Regions from separate parts of the Gossypium hirsutum genome. Here region 1 is linked to region 2. The links are chromatin contacts, called in public Hi-C maps. All regions are on one chromosome and are shown on one strand. The core of a region is the stretch at or near the end of the contact, and the rest is flanking DNA. Distances in the headings are between cores, read along the strand shown. Region 1 has its middle 5.2 kb from the start of LOC107927535. Region 2 holds the start of LOC107927567.

What was found. Hi-C and Micro-C count contacts between places; a contact is called where the count stands out from the background.
Region 1: a Hi-C map of leaf shows a contact between it and region 2, with 4 times the contacts expected there. The contact joins the enhancer-like site here to the promoter of LOC107927567 in region 2. A contact is called at or near these places in 7 of 34 Hi-C or Micro-C datasets (callus, cotyledon, fibers and 2 more).

Annotation. Positions count from the first base shown.
Region 1 is chrA12:10,039,983-10,044,292 of Gossypium_hirsutum_v2.1, forward strand. No RefSeq gene overlaps it. Among protein-coding and RNA genes, the nearest start is that of LOC107927535, 5.2 kb to the right of the region's middle. Within about 2 kb of position 1,884, at least 2 of the 9 cell types and tissues checked have an H3K27ac peak or open chromatin away from gene starts, as enhancers often do. A contact at or near this core is called in leaf, where this site is marked.
Region 2 is chrA12:9,961,759-9,966,342 of Gossypium_hirsutum_v2.1, forward strand. LOC107927567 reads right to left here and starts at 1,960. Exons shown (of 2, transcript XM_016858663.2): 1 at 971-1,960; 2 at 501-714. The coding sequence starts at 1,787. The coding sequence ends at 981.

The DNA of each region.
Region 1 (4,310 bases), core at 634-3,133, 78 kb after region 2:
ACTTTAGTTGTTGTTTTTATGAACATTTTCTCATCTAACTTACTGTAATATGATTCTAAGTATTTTGATTGCTAATGTGTTCATCACTTTTAAAAGCATTAATAGTTAATTTGCTTGATTATGTTAATAGTTAAGTTTAATTGATTAAGGGGGAGTTACTTAAGGGAACATTTGTTCCTATTGATGTATATGTTTCTTGTTATGGTTTTGTTTAAAAAATTACCACAAGGAGAGGTTGTTGTGGCAGTTTATGAAAAGTTCCTAAGAGTAGTGCACACTGGTATCTAGCATTTCCAAATTTTGGTAACAAAATCCTTGGGTTCAAAAGTGATCTAGATGTTATGATAGTGGAAACTTAGAAGAGAGTGATCTAGATCTTAGGGACAAAAGTGAAGTTTCTATTCTAGTGAGTGTTGGAGCATGTAATAACTTTTTGTATATATGTTAAGATAGTGGATTATCTCTCTGTAAAAAGCCTCATAGATGTAAGAAAATTGAACTATGTAGACATATCGCAATATTCTTATTTTTAAGAAAATTGAACTATGTAGACATATCGCAATATTCTTATTTTTTCTTTATCAATGCCTAAAATAATTGGCATTGCTCGCAGCACTACTTCTAAAACTATTCAATTTTTCTGACAAATATCGTTCTAAATTCTTCCAAATTCCTCTTAAGATTATATAATAACTTTATAAGTCTTTTATAAAAGAAAGTAAGCAACTGAATAACACAAATAAAGTTAGAAATAAATAAAGATCTCCTTTAGTGTAAGTGTGACAACTGGGACAACCAATGACTTGTGAAACTTTTATGAACTAGTCCTAAGAATTTTATTTATCATATGGTGTAGTATTTTAGTTGCACCTTTGATCATATGACAACTAAATAATAAGACAGTAATATTTGCGTGACAATAAAAATTTGAAAAGTCTATAATTTTTTAAAAAAAAAACATGAAGTACACATAAGTTGTCATGCTATGCTTAAAAATTTTAATGTTTTAATCAATATTTTCATTATAAAAAAGAACTTTACTCTTTTTGAAAGATTGATAGTCAAATTCGACTATTTTTAAAAAATTGAAAAACAAATTCAACAAGCTAAATTGACAGAACATATGAACAAAACTAAATTTTTCATATTCAAATTTTAAAATATATTAAATATTTTAAATTTCAAATTTGATGATTCCAAAAACTATTAAGCACTATGAGGAATCCAACACACATCAAAATTAATAAAAATTTATTTATCATAATCAAATTAGTCATACTGTTGGTTACTACTAATCATAATTTGACATGATGAACCATAATCCATGTCCAAATATTGAAACAACCAAGCAAATACAAAAATATAGTAATAAATTATATAAATATCTAAACGTATACCCAATGGATCTAGCGACTAGATCCAAATTGAAGGAGTAACAAGGCCTGGTCTGTTGTTGATTCAGGCCGCACACTGGTCTGGACAGAACGGGCTTGGGCCACTAATTCTGGTTTTTCTGTTGAACTGCTCGGGCTGGGAGAACCAGTCTGGATTGAACCTGCTCTGGAAGCTTCCTAACTTCTGGACAGAAAAGGCTTTTTTTTTTTTAACTCACTGTTCTCTCTACAAAATCACCTCTCATATTGGATCTCCAAGAAATTTCCCTAAAGGTCACTAAGGGTTAATTTAAGAATATTTCTCAAAAGTGTTTTTAGCTCAATTTTTTATTTAGAAGAAGTATTTTTCTTTCAAAAAATAACTTATTTAGAAATATTTTTATCTAAAAATACTTCTTAAAAATAATACTAAACACACCCTAAATCTCAAATAAGAAAATTCCAAACAAATTCTTAATGAGCTTTAAGCCCAGAAACGAGGTCTGCTTTACCCAAGTTAAAGTGGGTTTTTAATACCAAAAACGGAATCCCACCATTCCCAAATCAAATTGGGCCCTTCAACACTACCCAAAGTTGGGTTTTTTTATTCAATATCCAAGTAAAATTATAATTGGGGTTCAAAATTAATCAATTTGTACTTGAAATTAGTTTAAATATTAGGCTCCGTTTGTTTCATTAAGAATGACTTCCGGAAAATGATTTCTGGAAAATAATTTAATTTTCTGGAAAATTTAATATTTTCTGGTGTTTGGATGAATCTGTGTAAAATATTTTATGTTGTTTGATAGATTTTTTAAAAATATTTCATAAAAGTTTTTTCAATTAAACAAATATACATTTGAGATTTTCTTATTTTTCATTGTTTAATTGAATTTACTTTTATCTATAATTTTATATTTTACATTGTTTTTGCATATATTAAAAATATTATCTGATAACATCATTTTTTAATTACATAACTACTAAGTGAGTATTTTTTATTTAAAAATATGACATCAACAAAATTGACAAAAAAAAAATTAACGATGTCAACAATTGTACTTGATTTTCAAATTTGAAAAGTAAATGGACTAAATTCTTGAAAATAAAAGTACAATGATTAAATTACAAATCTGTGAAGTGTACATAGACTTATGACATATTTTAACTTTTATACTACAAAACATTTATTATTAATATATTTATAATTGTAATAATTATTTATTATTAAAATATTAATATTGAATATTTTCAATAATATGTGAATTGTTATGAATATCTTATTAAGTGGATGTCCATCATGATCAAGATAAAGTTTTGATGTACTTTAAAAGCATTGTAATCACTCATTTGATTAATAAAGTACATTCTTTGTTGCTTTCATATTTTTTTTATTCTTTATTCTTTATTCTTTATTCTCTCCATCTCTCTTTATTTTATAACACGTTATCAGCACAATCTTGCTCAAAGTGATAGTTCCTTTTATCGACGATCAAATTTATCCTCCATGATTTTCAATTTCTTTGACGACAATATGCAAAGTTTTTACATGAAGTTTCTTTTATTTAATGTTTCATATCTGATTATTATTTTTCATTCTTCTTTCATTATATGTTATCGTTGTTTTGATTAACTTCTTTTACATTTTGTTCTTAAGGATGGTGAAAGATTTGATATCGTTATCTATATGAAATCAAGAATATTTTCGAACTATCTCATACCTTCTAGTGATGACGATGATGTTAAAAATCTTCAAGTATATTTTACTATGTTTTATTTATTGTTTATTATAATGGGAGACTAATAATGACAATATGCATAGATAGATTTTGAATTGAAATATCACGTATGTTTACGATGGTAATTACGAAATAAAGAATCTATTGGGATGCTTATAAGTCTGTCCTACTAGATTTGTTACATTCCTCGAAGTGAATGTAAACATGAAGAAAATAAAAGATATATTCATGGACCACTAAAGTGGGAACATAGTAATAAATAAGAGAACAATAAGAGTTCTCAAGATAACTCTTCAAAGAGTAAAGATAACTTATGTTATCAATGTGAAATGAAATATTATTGGCCACATATGATATTTTATTTTTGTTAATATTCTTTGAGGAAGGATACGAGAATGTAGTAATAAATTCTATCATTATAGATAGAAAGTATTTATCTTATTTGGTACTAAAACAAATAAATATTATTCCAATATTTGATAATACAAAATTAGTTGAAAGCTCCAGAAGAGCTAATATATCACTATCTAAAAAGCACAAAATTAGTGATGATTAATGCATTACTTTTAAAAGTTATTTGTAATGGATCTCATATTGAGATTGTGAATAAAGAAAAGATTATATTTCATATGAATAAAAAAAGGGAATTGAGTTATTAATTTATAATATTTATGATATTCTTTTGTTATCACCCCTATTAAAGGGTTGAAAGCAAAATATTTAACTGTGAAAAATCTAATCATGAGCAATAGAATATGATAATTCTATCTAAAGCTTATTATAGTTGGATGCATCTAAAGTTGCAAGTTTTTTTAAAAAATTGTGAGTATAACTCTACAGTATTCAAAATAAGTTCTCAATTAAAATTATGTGGTAAAATATTACTGATGAGAACTTACAAGAGAGAAAACTTATATATGAAAAGTCATTGGTTATGTACTTGTTGTACACCTGAAAAATAGATTTTTGGGCATTTGAAGATTTTGGCATATTCCTTGAAGCGAATATTGCATACAATTATTTAGAAATTATATTTATTGACTCGGTGGCATTATAGACCTCACATTGATTTAGATATTTTCAGTAGTAAATGTCACAATAGTACTTATATGTGGATACAAATTAAAAGGAATGATAATAAAATTATCAATTTGTTACAATTTAATACAATTGAAACATATGTTAAAGTAAACTAGAA
Region 2 (4,584 bases), core at 710-3,209:
TAAGCAAAACTCATAAAAATTTCACAAAATTTTAAATATAACTTCAGTTTATTAAGATCTTCAAAAGATCAAAACCATATAACAAACTTAACCTTAACCTACTCACATCAAGAATCCATCGCTTGCAATTTATCGTTACTCTTTTATCAATTTCACCACAATTTATACTCATAACAAAATTCAAAGCCAAACAAAATAATTATCGGAGTAAGAATCCCAGGAAACATAGAATCACTAAACCTGGCTTTGATACCACTCTTTGTCAAGCCTCATTAATCCTAAGAAACATAGAATCACAAAACCTGGCTTTGATACCACTCTTTGTCAAGCCTAATTAAACGAGGTGACAGATACACATGAGATGAATCCCACAACAAGCATAACATTAAATCAAAAACAACTCAAAAGTCTCCAAGATTTATGTTTACAAAGCCTCAAATATGCACAAGTTCAATATTATTATATATTTGATCTAAGAGAACGACAAAATATCTCTAAAATAGACTAAAACTAATATCAAATTAATCATGTTCAAAGTCTTACAAGACTAATGCAGATGCTAAACTTTGTACACAAGGGCTCTCGTCAAAACTAAACTTGAAGAATGCACATATCCAAATCTGAAAAGTAAGAAAATTACTAAAAAAAAAAAATTGAGTATGAATGCTCAACAAGTAACCAACATCTTCTCTCCTCTTAATTGGATTAGGCGTGCTACAAAGAATTCAGAGCAAAATGATCAAATTATAATGATTCAAAAAATAAAATAAACATAAAAAAGGGTCCTTATCTTTAGGATACATTGACATGATATTTTCTAGTCTCATAAGATTTCCCAAGTACTGATCATTCTCTTTAATGCCCAACGCCCGGATTACTTCTCTTCTCTATGAACAATTTCTGGTGCTATTTTTCAACTCACTCTGCACTTAAGAATTAAAACCTAATTGCATATGTAAGAATCGCATACCTGGTACTAGCTAGTTCGACCAATTTCCAATATGGTGATCCAAAAAATCCAACACCTTGTTGAGATCCCCAGCACAAGGCAAAAGTTCATCCAATGCCTTTGCCTCCCTAACCCTAGCCTCTCTCAATAAACTCCTAACTACCTTTCTTCTGAGACCTTCCCCTGGCAAAAGACGGACCCTCAGCATATCCCTCAAAACCATCAAGCCCTCAAGAACCAAGCCTCTGGCGCACAACCCACCAACCAAAATCCCATAGGCAGACTTGTCGACCATACAATTACAAGGAGAGCCGGGCCTGAGCATCCAATTGTATACTTTGAGAGCATCCTTAGGCCTGTCTTTTTTGAGATAAGAGGCAATGAGCATGGTTGAGATGGGCGTTAGATATGGGTGAGGTGGGTGCTTGCGGGAGAGGCGGGTGAGGAGTGACATGGGTAGTTTCAGGTCAGGCTGGAGAGTGAGGGAGTGAATGAGAATGGAAAGAGAAAGGGACTTGGGATGGGGGGGAGGGTTAGGGAGAGTGAGAGCGGTGGTGGTTAGCTGGATTGCAGTTGGGAGGTGATTAAAGAGGCAGAGACGTGGGAGGAGGAGGTTGATTTTGCTGATTTCTTCTGGGGTAAGTGTGGGAGAACTTTGGGGTTTTGATTTGAGATAAGTGTTAGTTAGATTTGGCACAGATGAAAAGGAAGATGATGACAATATAAGGTGGCAAGAATGCGATGATTGCGGTTGGGGTTTTGAAGGTGTAGTTGAGACATGGAAGAGTAACTCAAACTTCTTCCACTTCAAAGTCTTTTTCATATTTCTCACTGCCATGCGATCAAAGCATCCCTTCTTAGTTTATTTGGGACTGGGTTTTTCCTTCATTTGTGATTTCTTGTTTTCAGCCGCTCCAATTCCCCCTCTCCTCTTCCTCTTTCTCTTCCTCACTCTGTTCTCTGTTACAGCCGTAAAGGTGAATCAGTAACACTCAATAGTCATGGACTCATTACTGGGCCGAGTTTGAATTTATAGCTCAACAATTTACGCGGCTACTCAAATCCAACAATATTAACTGGTGCACAAAATTTTTGCATAGATGAAAATTTTTCTTGGGTAAACTATATATTGGTTACTTCACTTTCAAAATTTTTTATTTTGGGCACTAAAAATGAAAAATTGCAAATTGAGCACTACTGTTAACAATTGTTTTCATTTTAATCACTCAACGTTTATAAATTTTCATTTTGATCACTAATTTTATTTTTTTCCTTTTCTAGAATTATTTTAGTTTTTTTCCAGTAAATAGGAAAAAGCTAGGTTTTAAGAGTTTTTATAAAGTAAATTTTTTTTCGGATTTTTACAATCAAAAACCTTTTTCTAAATTTTATTTATATTTTTAAAATTAATTTTAGTTTTTCTAGTAAAATGAAAAAAATATGGATTTTACAAGGAATTATTTGAGTTTTTATAAGGAAAGCCTAATTTATCTTCTTAATTTTATTATTTTTTCTTTTTTAAAATTAATTTTAATTTTTTTCCAAGTAAAAAAGACCGAGGGTTTTATAGAAAATTATTTGGATTTTTACAAGAAAAATAATTTTATCTTTTTAATTCCTTTATTTATGGTCCTTTTTAGAATTAACTTTTAATTTTTTTTAAAAAAAGAAAAAACCTTAGTTTCCTCGAGGAAAAATCAAGGTTTTTCAATAAAATTTTAAGTTTTTTTTATAGAGAAATGAGATATAAGGAAATATTTGGGTTTCATCTCTACAACTGAATAACTTAATTTCCTATAAAAATTAAGTTTCTGTTAAAAAATAAAAAATAATTTTTAAAAAGTAAATAAGTGACCAAAATGAAAACTTAATAAAGTTAGGTGATTACAATGAAAACTATTGTTAATGGAGGTGCCCAATTTGCAAAAAAATCGGTGCTCAAAATGAAAACTTAAGAAAATCGGATAATTAATTGTTGGGAAATATGTCTATATTATAGTAAACATGTAATTGTTTTCTATGTATTTGAATAATGAATAAATAAATTTTACATTTCACTTTATGTCTTTTGTATTTCTATCTTTTATATTTTGCATGCATAGCAAAATTGAGGCAAGCAAATATTAACTGATTGATTGTCTAAGTTCAAACTAATGACAAATGGCACTGTAAGAATGTTTACATTGTGAGAAAGACAATTTACTTCAGTAGATAATCTAAATAATTTTTTTAATCCCGTAAAAGAATCAAAATGAGCATTTGATTCAAATATTGAGAAGGATTATTATGTTGTCTACAATTCCAATTGACGAGATGACTAGCCTTGGTTATCAAAATAGTTGACTTCACCGGTAGAGATATAGATGTATTTATTAGCAAAATGATACATCAGACTAGACCGAAGATGGATTAATTTTGAATCTGTTTATGAATTAATTCACTCATGACATTTATGGTTTGGTTTACCTAAATCCTGAGTTAGCCACTGACCATGCGTATGTAACTGTGCTTTGATATAAGTAGAGGCTTATGCTCTAAAGATTATGATGTGAGCACATTCATGCCAATCAAGGAAACTGATCCAAAGGTCTTACCATTGGGACCTATTACCCGTTCTAAGGCAAAAAAATTTAGGGAAGTTCTTTTCCTTACTTGTGCTACAATTCCAGATTCATTCGATCATGTTTATGCCTTAGAACATAGGATTTATAATGTGTTGCATGCTGATATGTGACATATTTAGGTTATACTATTCATTCTGTGTGTTTAAGTTTGTATATATTATGCTACGTATGCTTTGGGATTGGTTTGATAGTGTTTGTATTGCTTCTAAGTTGTTTGGGTGTTAATAAATAAGTGTGCACTTCTTTACAACTTATTAAACTATGTTACATTAAGTCTACATAAACTTTGATAAGTGTTTATGCCTTTTGGATTAGGTACTCGAAGAGACACTAGCTCAAGAGTGTATATGCAGCTCATCTTCAGCTCAAGTTAGCTCAGAGTACTCTACACCAGCTCATGTCAGCTCACTCCACTTGTAGCTAGCTCGTTCTAGCTCAGTTCAGTTTCCGTCAGCTCAATTTCAGCTCCACTAGCTCAACTTCAGCTGGCAAGTCCAGAAGTAGCTGGATAATGATTTACAAGTCGGGGAGTGTACCAGTGCACATGTGGCAGCCCAAATGGCATCCGATCATTCACACATCCGCGTGGCAGCTTGGATGAGTGAGTACATTATCTGCAGAATTGGAGCAGCCCTTTCTTTTTCTTACTTGGTGTCAACTTCAAGGATAAGATCAAGTAGTTTGTGTTTGAATTTCAAATTTCAAATACAAGGCTATCATAAAATGCCGCCCATTTTAGGAGTTATTAGGAGTTTAAAATTTGAAATTTTAAATCCTCTATTTTCAGCCACACAAGGAAATTTGGCCATACACCTCTTGTTATTCATCTATATGTGTAAAAACAATGTAAGAAGGTAAACACTTTGAATGAAATATAATCTTTGTGAGACTTTCTCTCAAACTTCGGTTTTTCACCAAACTTTCTTAGCATATCAGAATGTGTTTGTTGTGTCAATTTTACTTGATTCTTTGGGTTCCTAGATTGCTATCTAGTGGGTCCAAGTCTGTTGA